Linked DNA regions of Mus musculus: region 1 is linked to region 2. A link is a contact called in public Hi-C data. All regions are on one chromosome and are shown on one strand. The core of a region is the stretch at or near the end of the contact, and the rest is flanking DNA. Distances in the headings are between cores, read along the strand shown. Region 1 overlaps Ell2 (elongation factor for RNA polymerase II 2). Region 2 has its middle 100 kb from the start of Mir682.

What was found. A called contact is a pair of places that touch in the nucleus more often than the background predicts.
Region 1: a Hi-C map of liver shows a contact between it and region 2, with 2.0 times the contacts expected there. The contact joins two enhancer-like sites. A contact is called at or near these places in 2 of 484 Hi-C or Micro-C datasets (immediate neuronal precursor and liver), 1 of 115 datasets of contacts at active chromatin or transcription factors (embryonic stem cells) and 1 of 9 other capture datasets (adipose tissue).

What each region holds. Positions count from the first base shown.
Region 1 is chr13:75,751,971-75,754,823 of GRCm38.p6, forward strand. All of the region lies in intron 4 of Ell2 (elongation factor for RNA polymerase II 2), which reads left to right. Among named protein-coding and RNA genes, the nearest start is that of Ell2, 46 kb to the left of the region's middle. Within about 2 kb of position 1,296, at least 113 of the 459 cell types and tissues checked have an H3K27ac peak or open chromatin away from gene starts, as enhancers often do. A contact at or near this core is called in liver, where this site is marked.
Region 2 is chr13:75,541,236-75,544,134 of GRCm38.p6, forward strand. No RefSeq gene overlaps it. Among named protein-coding and RNA genes, the nearest start is that of Mir682, 100 kb to the right of the region's middle. Within about 2 kb of position 1,531, at least 39 of the 459 cell types and tissues checked have an H3K27ac peak or open chromatin away from gene starts, as enhancers often do. A contact at or near this core is called in liver, where this site is marked.

The DNA.
Region 1 (2,853 bases), core at 46-2,545, 210 kb after region 2:
TCTTCTCTGATCTGAAATCCTCCATGAACCTCCTCAGCCATTTTTCTCCAAATCACTTAACCCCAGCTCCTTTTAATGTTCCTTAATATGGCCGGCATCGCAACCTTTAAAATGTTTGTGGTGTAATCCCTGGACTGCTTCTAGTTTCCCACCTCGGAGTTTAGAACCAAATGGTGTTTAGTCAGAGCCAGATGAGCTCCAGGGGACCATGGGATTTTCTGTTGTTTACCTTGAGTTTTACTCTCCCTGGCTGTGTTGCACTTGAGGTTTGCTGTTGTCTGTTCTTCACCACTTGATCCTTTCCTGCTGGGCAGCTCAATTTGTATTTTCTTACTTTTTATAATGCCTGGCTTATTCAGTTCTTTAAAATGTTAATGAATCAACCTATAGTGCTAATATTACTCAGTACTTATTGGATGCTCATTATGTACAAGGTGTATGTTAGTACTGTGTACGTAGTTCCTCGGATGACTCGCATGATTACTCTGTGAAATAGGTTGTACACATTTTACACGTCAAATTGTTGGGCTCAAAAATTAATGATAATGAGCATGTCCTCATGATCAAATTTTATTCTCATTCATAAACAGCAGGAATTACCAGTTTAGCTCATAATTTGAGTATACCGTGTAAAACAATACCAAATGCTTACCTATGACAGCCTAGGTACCTGCAGACTTGCAGAACAAGGTTCCTTTCAATGGTATGAGCCTGGGTGGAGGCAGACAAGAGTCATGCTGGTCTTGCTGTGGTGTGGTGTGGCATAGTGCCAGGCTGGGCCTCTGCCAGCTAAGCTAGGCCTCAAGCCAAGCTTAAGGATGAAGTTTGCTCTGCTAGGAGTCTAGGGTCATCTGGCCTAGTTTCCTGGGCTGCAAGCTTCTGAAACTCTCCTGTGGGAAACAAAAAGCAAATCCTGTTTGGAGGGGAACCAGGAAAATGCTTTTACTTGGACAACATGAATGATAGTTACTTCTTCCACTCTAGTCCTGAATGTTTCTGTCTATAGTGAACATTTTCCATAAGAAAATGTTACTAATCTCCACCACTTTGTTTCCTAATAGGTCAAATCCACCTCTTGACTTCTACCTAACTACTGGAATTTTGTTGAATTACAAATCTTTGTATATATTGATACTCATGTGAGTGTACAAAATAACCCAGCAGATCTGATATTGGTGATTCTTTTCCCAATTTCCCCACTATCCTTACTTTTGATAAGTTAGCATAGATAGAGTATCTGAACTAGAGAACATCTAATATCTGTTCTGGCATTGTGCCTGAGAGAGAGAGAGATTGTGTGTGTGTGTGTGTGTGTGTGTGTGTGTGTGTGTGTGTGTGTGTGTAATAAATAGACCTTTGAAAAAGTACCACAGGTGCCAAATGGTGCAAGCAGAAGCTACTGCATAGATTAGTTATTTAGACAGAGTTGAAGCCATCCTTGCTTCCCTGCTGATACTGTCCATAAAGGATGGCTTCCTTGCTCCTGTCTTTCTGATGGCCCAAATTAACATTTCCTTTCACATTGTTGACTCACAGCCACTGCTGAAGGATAAATAACTTTGCCATCTAGTACTAAATGGAGGAACTAGAGATGAACTCATAAATATAACTGTGCGTCAGATATAACCCCAGTTTAGTTTGCCCTGTTGGTACCAAGTACTGCTGCAGTATATAAAGGAGCCTGGGGAATTGATTAGCAGTTAGTTGGGTTTGGGAAGAGAATTAACTTTTCCCATGGGGCCTTTCTGAGGCAAATATTAAAAATAAAAATACAACTGCTCTGACTCCTTTGAACTTACCATCTTCCCACATTACTTTTTCTTTAGCATCTCAATTCTATTAATGTCTATGGCACTAAGTGTTCTTCATCTATAGCATCTCTTTCATTAATCTTGGGGTCTCCTTCCTGTTTGAATAGGCACAGAAGGTTTAGAGGGAGTGTAAGCAAATGATGTTTAGATGTAAATCAGTGCCAGTGTTATTGGGTTTTTAGTTCATTCAACCATTTGCAAGAGATAGTCACCCAACTACCAGCCATCTGAAGGAATAGTGACGTTGGTGTATTGGGAGCAGGTACCAGAAGACCCACCACTAGGCCTCGGTTAAGACTCAGCCTTCTCCCTCATCAGAATCCAAATTTTAAATCAAATATCACACTCCCTTTCCTCTTCAGGGCTAAATGAGCCTCCTTTATTTTCCTGTGCCTGCTTCTCAAGGGGCACAAGAAAACGTAGCAACGTCTGGAGCCCATTTTGAGAGCAAGGATCTGAAGCAGACCAAATAGAAGAAGCCTGCTGGATCAGCTCTTCTTGCGCTGGCCTGAGTTCTGTCTCAATGACAGCTTTGTTGGGAAAAAAAAGTTAAGCAGGTTCTTTCTCGCAGGAGCTGGCAAATGGGAGGAAAGTGTGGCATTTCGAGTATTTCCTAAATGATCATGACACTGACCTTATTTCTTCTCCAGAAATTTTTGTTGAACAATCAAAGAATGTGATGTTAATACTGTCACAGCTGAGAAATGATAGACCATAAGGTTTGCATTTAGCGATGTTCGTGTGTCCTCGCAGTCTGGCAATGTGGGAAAGTACAGACTGTGTTCACTCCTGCCCTTCTGCTTGCTGTCACTCAGTCATTAGTACTGACTCATTCTGCTGGTGGAAAGCAGCCATAGCCCTGCCCTCACAGAGCTTACAGACCAACATGAAACAACAGGAGAGCATTAGGCATTTATTCATAAAACCTTTCCCACCAAGACGTACAAGTAAGATTTGGGCGTAATCCCAGACCTTCCCACCATGCTAAAATAAGCATTTTACTATTTTGAGCATCTCCGACTGAAAACCCCAGATTTCTCTA
Region 2 (2,899 bases), core at 281-2,780:
TCAAAGCATCGTGGAGAATTTCGATGAAATGTATGACTTGTCCACATGAATAAATGCTAAAGGCTGTGATCAGGAGTTCACTGATAGAAATAGTCTTCAAGCCTGTATCTCTGTGTGCCAGCTCTGATGAGTATGTTGCCACTTCCCTGATCAGTGTGAGGTTGACACCTCACTTCATATAACTTGGTAACTTTAGGGACCCAACCTGTGTAGTCCAGTTGGAGAGTAGAAGCCATCTAGATTTAGACACTTCAGCCATAGATGGTAATGGAATAAGATGTAAACTGGGGCCTTCAAACAAGAGAATTTGAGAATCATGCAGTCAACTGTGGATAAGCAGGAAACAGCTTGCAAAGTGGTTAAATGAACTGGAAACAGCAGTGCACAATTACAGAGAGAGGGTGGAGGAGTCTGCTCCCCTGAGGCAATGGCAGGTGTTCGGGGAGAATAGTTAGGACTGTAGCTTGGTTTGTTCCCATCTCCTGGAACTTGGTTTTTTTTTTTTTTTTTATCTTCCTTTTAACTTTTCCATGTGATAGGTTTGAGGCAGGAGGCAGCTGGCTTCAAGGTTACCAACTGGCTTCTCTTATGAAAAATCATAATTGTTCGTAAGTTCCTTGGAACTACTGAGGTGGAAAAATTGTTCACATGCATTAATTTCATTTGATGAGGAAAGAGCACCTTGGAGTGACTTGAACAACTAAGGAATCTCTGATCATTTATGCTAAGGATCCAAAGTTTCTTGTCATTATCTCTTATTATTTATGGAGGGATCTTACCCAGTAAATGGCAGGAAGTAATTTCTATCTCCATTTATGGCAGCTTCTGCATAGATTTGCTTCAATTATAACTTGGAGTGAAATTAGGTAAGGAATTAAGTTACTGATAAGGGTTTTTGTTTTTCACTGTAACCTACATATACATAATCCACTGTGACGTCTTCCTCCTCGTGTACACATTATCAGCTTCACTGGCTAGGTGTTCGCCAAAATAAACAGGAAGGTGCCTGCCTATAGACTTGGATTACACTGGCTATGGCTTGCTTCTTCTGCTATTTAGACACAACCAGGAATTGGCCATAAAGAGAAACTTGACTTTCTTTGGGGACTTAACAGTATAATGGCTTTTCTGAGAGTGTGTTTAAGGAGTCGGTGGCAAGAAGGTAGGAACAAATTAGAAAAAAATTAAGAGTCCTTCTGACAATGGAATGTGATGATGTCAAACAGCAGAGAAAGGGTAGACAGTGTATTTTTTGGTGCCAAATTCTTAAAAGAAGCAATGCTGATAATTTCTCACAAGCACAGAAATCAAGCTCAGAGAAGCAGCCATCTTTCAAAGAACTGTTCTTTAGATCAACAGATGTCCTAAAGACAGAACTTAGTTGGGGATAAACCCAAACAGAGCACCTGCATTCCCAAGCCTGCATTTCCTGCAATAATGTGGCTATAATTTCCTCAAAACGCTGCCCTTGTTAAAACAGCTGACACAAGATAAAGTTGAAACCTACCCACTTGGCCCTTCTCTTGCACAACAGCCTTGGTTTCAAGCCAAAAACCAAGTACAAGCTGTAGTCCCAGTCAGCTTAATATAGTGAGGGGGTTGGGGAACACCTATTTTTTTTCCAAGACAAGCAGGACCTTGCAAAAAGTAAAACTTCTTGGTTGAACTTGCTGGATAAATAGCAAAACTGTGAGCTTTGTAGCATAATTATATCACAAAAGCTATAGACAAGGAGAGCAACATACAAGCCTTGAATTGTTTTTTGTAATAGACAAGTTCAAACAATCTGGAAAAAGTAATGTCACATAATTTAAAAATAAAACATGTAAACAAATTGGCTGCTTCTCTGAGCTTGGCTGCTTCTCCATATTTGACTTCTGGCCCAAGTTCTATACAAGAGAGTGAAGGAAAAGTCAGGGTTGAAAATTAGATGGCCAGTCATCCAGCTCACTTTCTCTCACTGTGCATCTGCCTTTTTGTTTTTGCTTTGTTCTTTTTCTTTTTTCTTTTTCTTTTTCTTTTTTTTTTCTTTTTCTTTTTGGCAGCTTTGTCTGTAAATGGAAATGATGTTACTATCTTCCTTGTAGGGCTATTGGAAGGATTCAATCATAACATTTTTATCACAACAAATGTTTGCTTTCATAGACTTTTGGCACACACCTTTTATAGTATATGTATATTACAAAATTATATTGTCCTCTCTCAGGATGAAGGAGATGTAGTGATAGAATAGAATATCCCTTAGATATGCTAAGAGCTCTTTTTTTTTTTAACAGAATAAAAGACAAACAGACTTCTGTTCTTTGGACATTTCAAAGTTAGTTACTCTCCTAGTGTTACCAGATCCTCCAGGTGGCTGTTGTAATCACATGTGTAAATCAAACCATTTCCAATGTTCCTCTCCCAAAGCCAAGACCTTTGGGAACTCAGGCAGTATAAGGGTGGATCAACGTTACTACATGATTAGTCAGAGAACAAATATTCCAGGTAAGCAGTTTTGTTTTCTCCCAAAGATTAAATTCATTCCCAGCTGTGGAGACTAATGCGCCCCAGGGATCTCTCTCTATATTTAACAAGGAGATAACTAAGTGGCAAAGTCAACAACGCTCAGAAGGCAGGTGCAAGGAACCAAGCAACTTTCTTCCAAATGTTATTTTTCCTTAAGGAAAATAAGACACACCTTTAAAACTAGAGCTGTGAAATCTGCACCATGGGGAAAAGACTCCAAACCAGGAGGAGGTTCTCATAAGCAATCAGCTCAAACTCTGTGAGAATGGAATTTAAGACATCAACTCCTTTCGCTTGATCACCCAGGCTAATATCCTTAAACTCTACTTTGAATAAGGTCTTTTCTCTGTTTGTCAAATCTAAACAACCACTCAAGTGATTAATTCCTCTG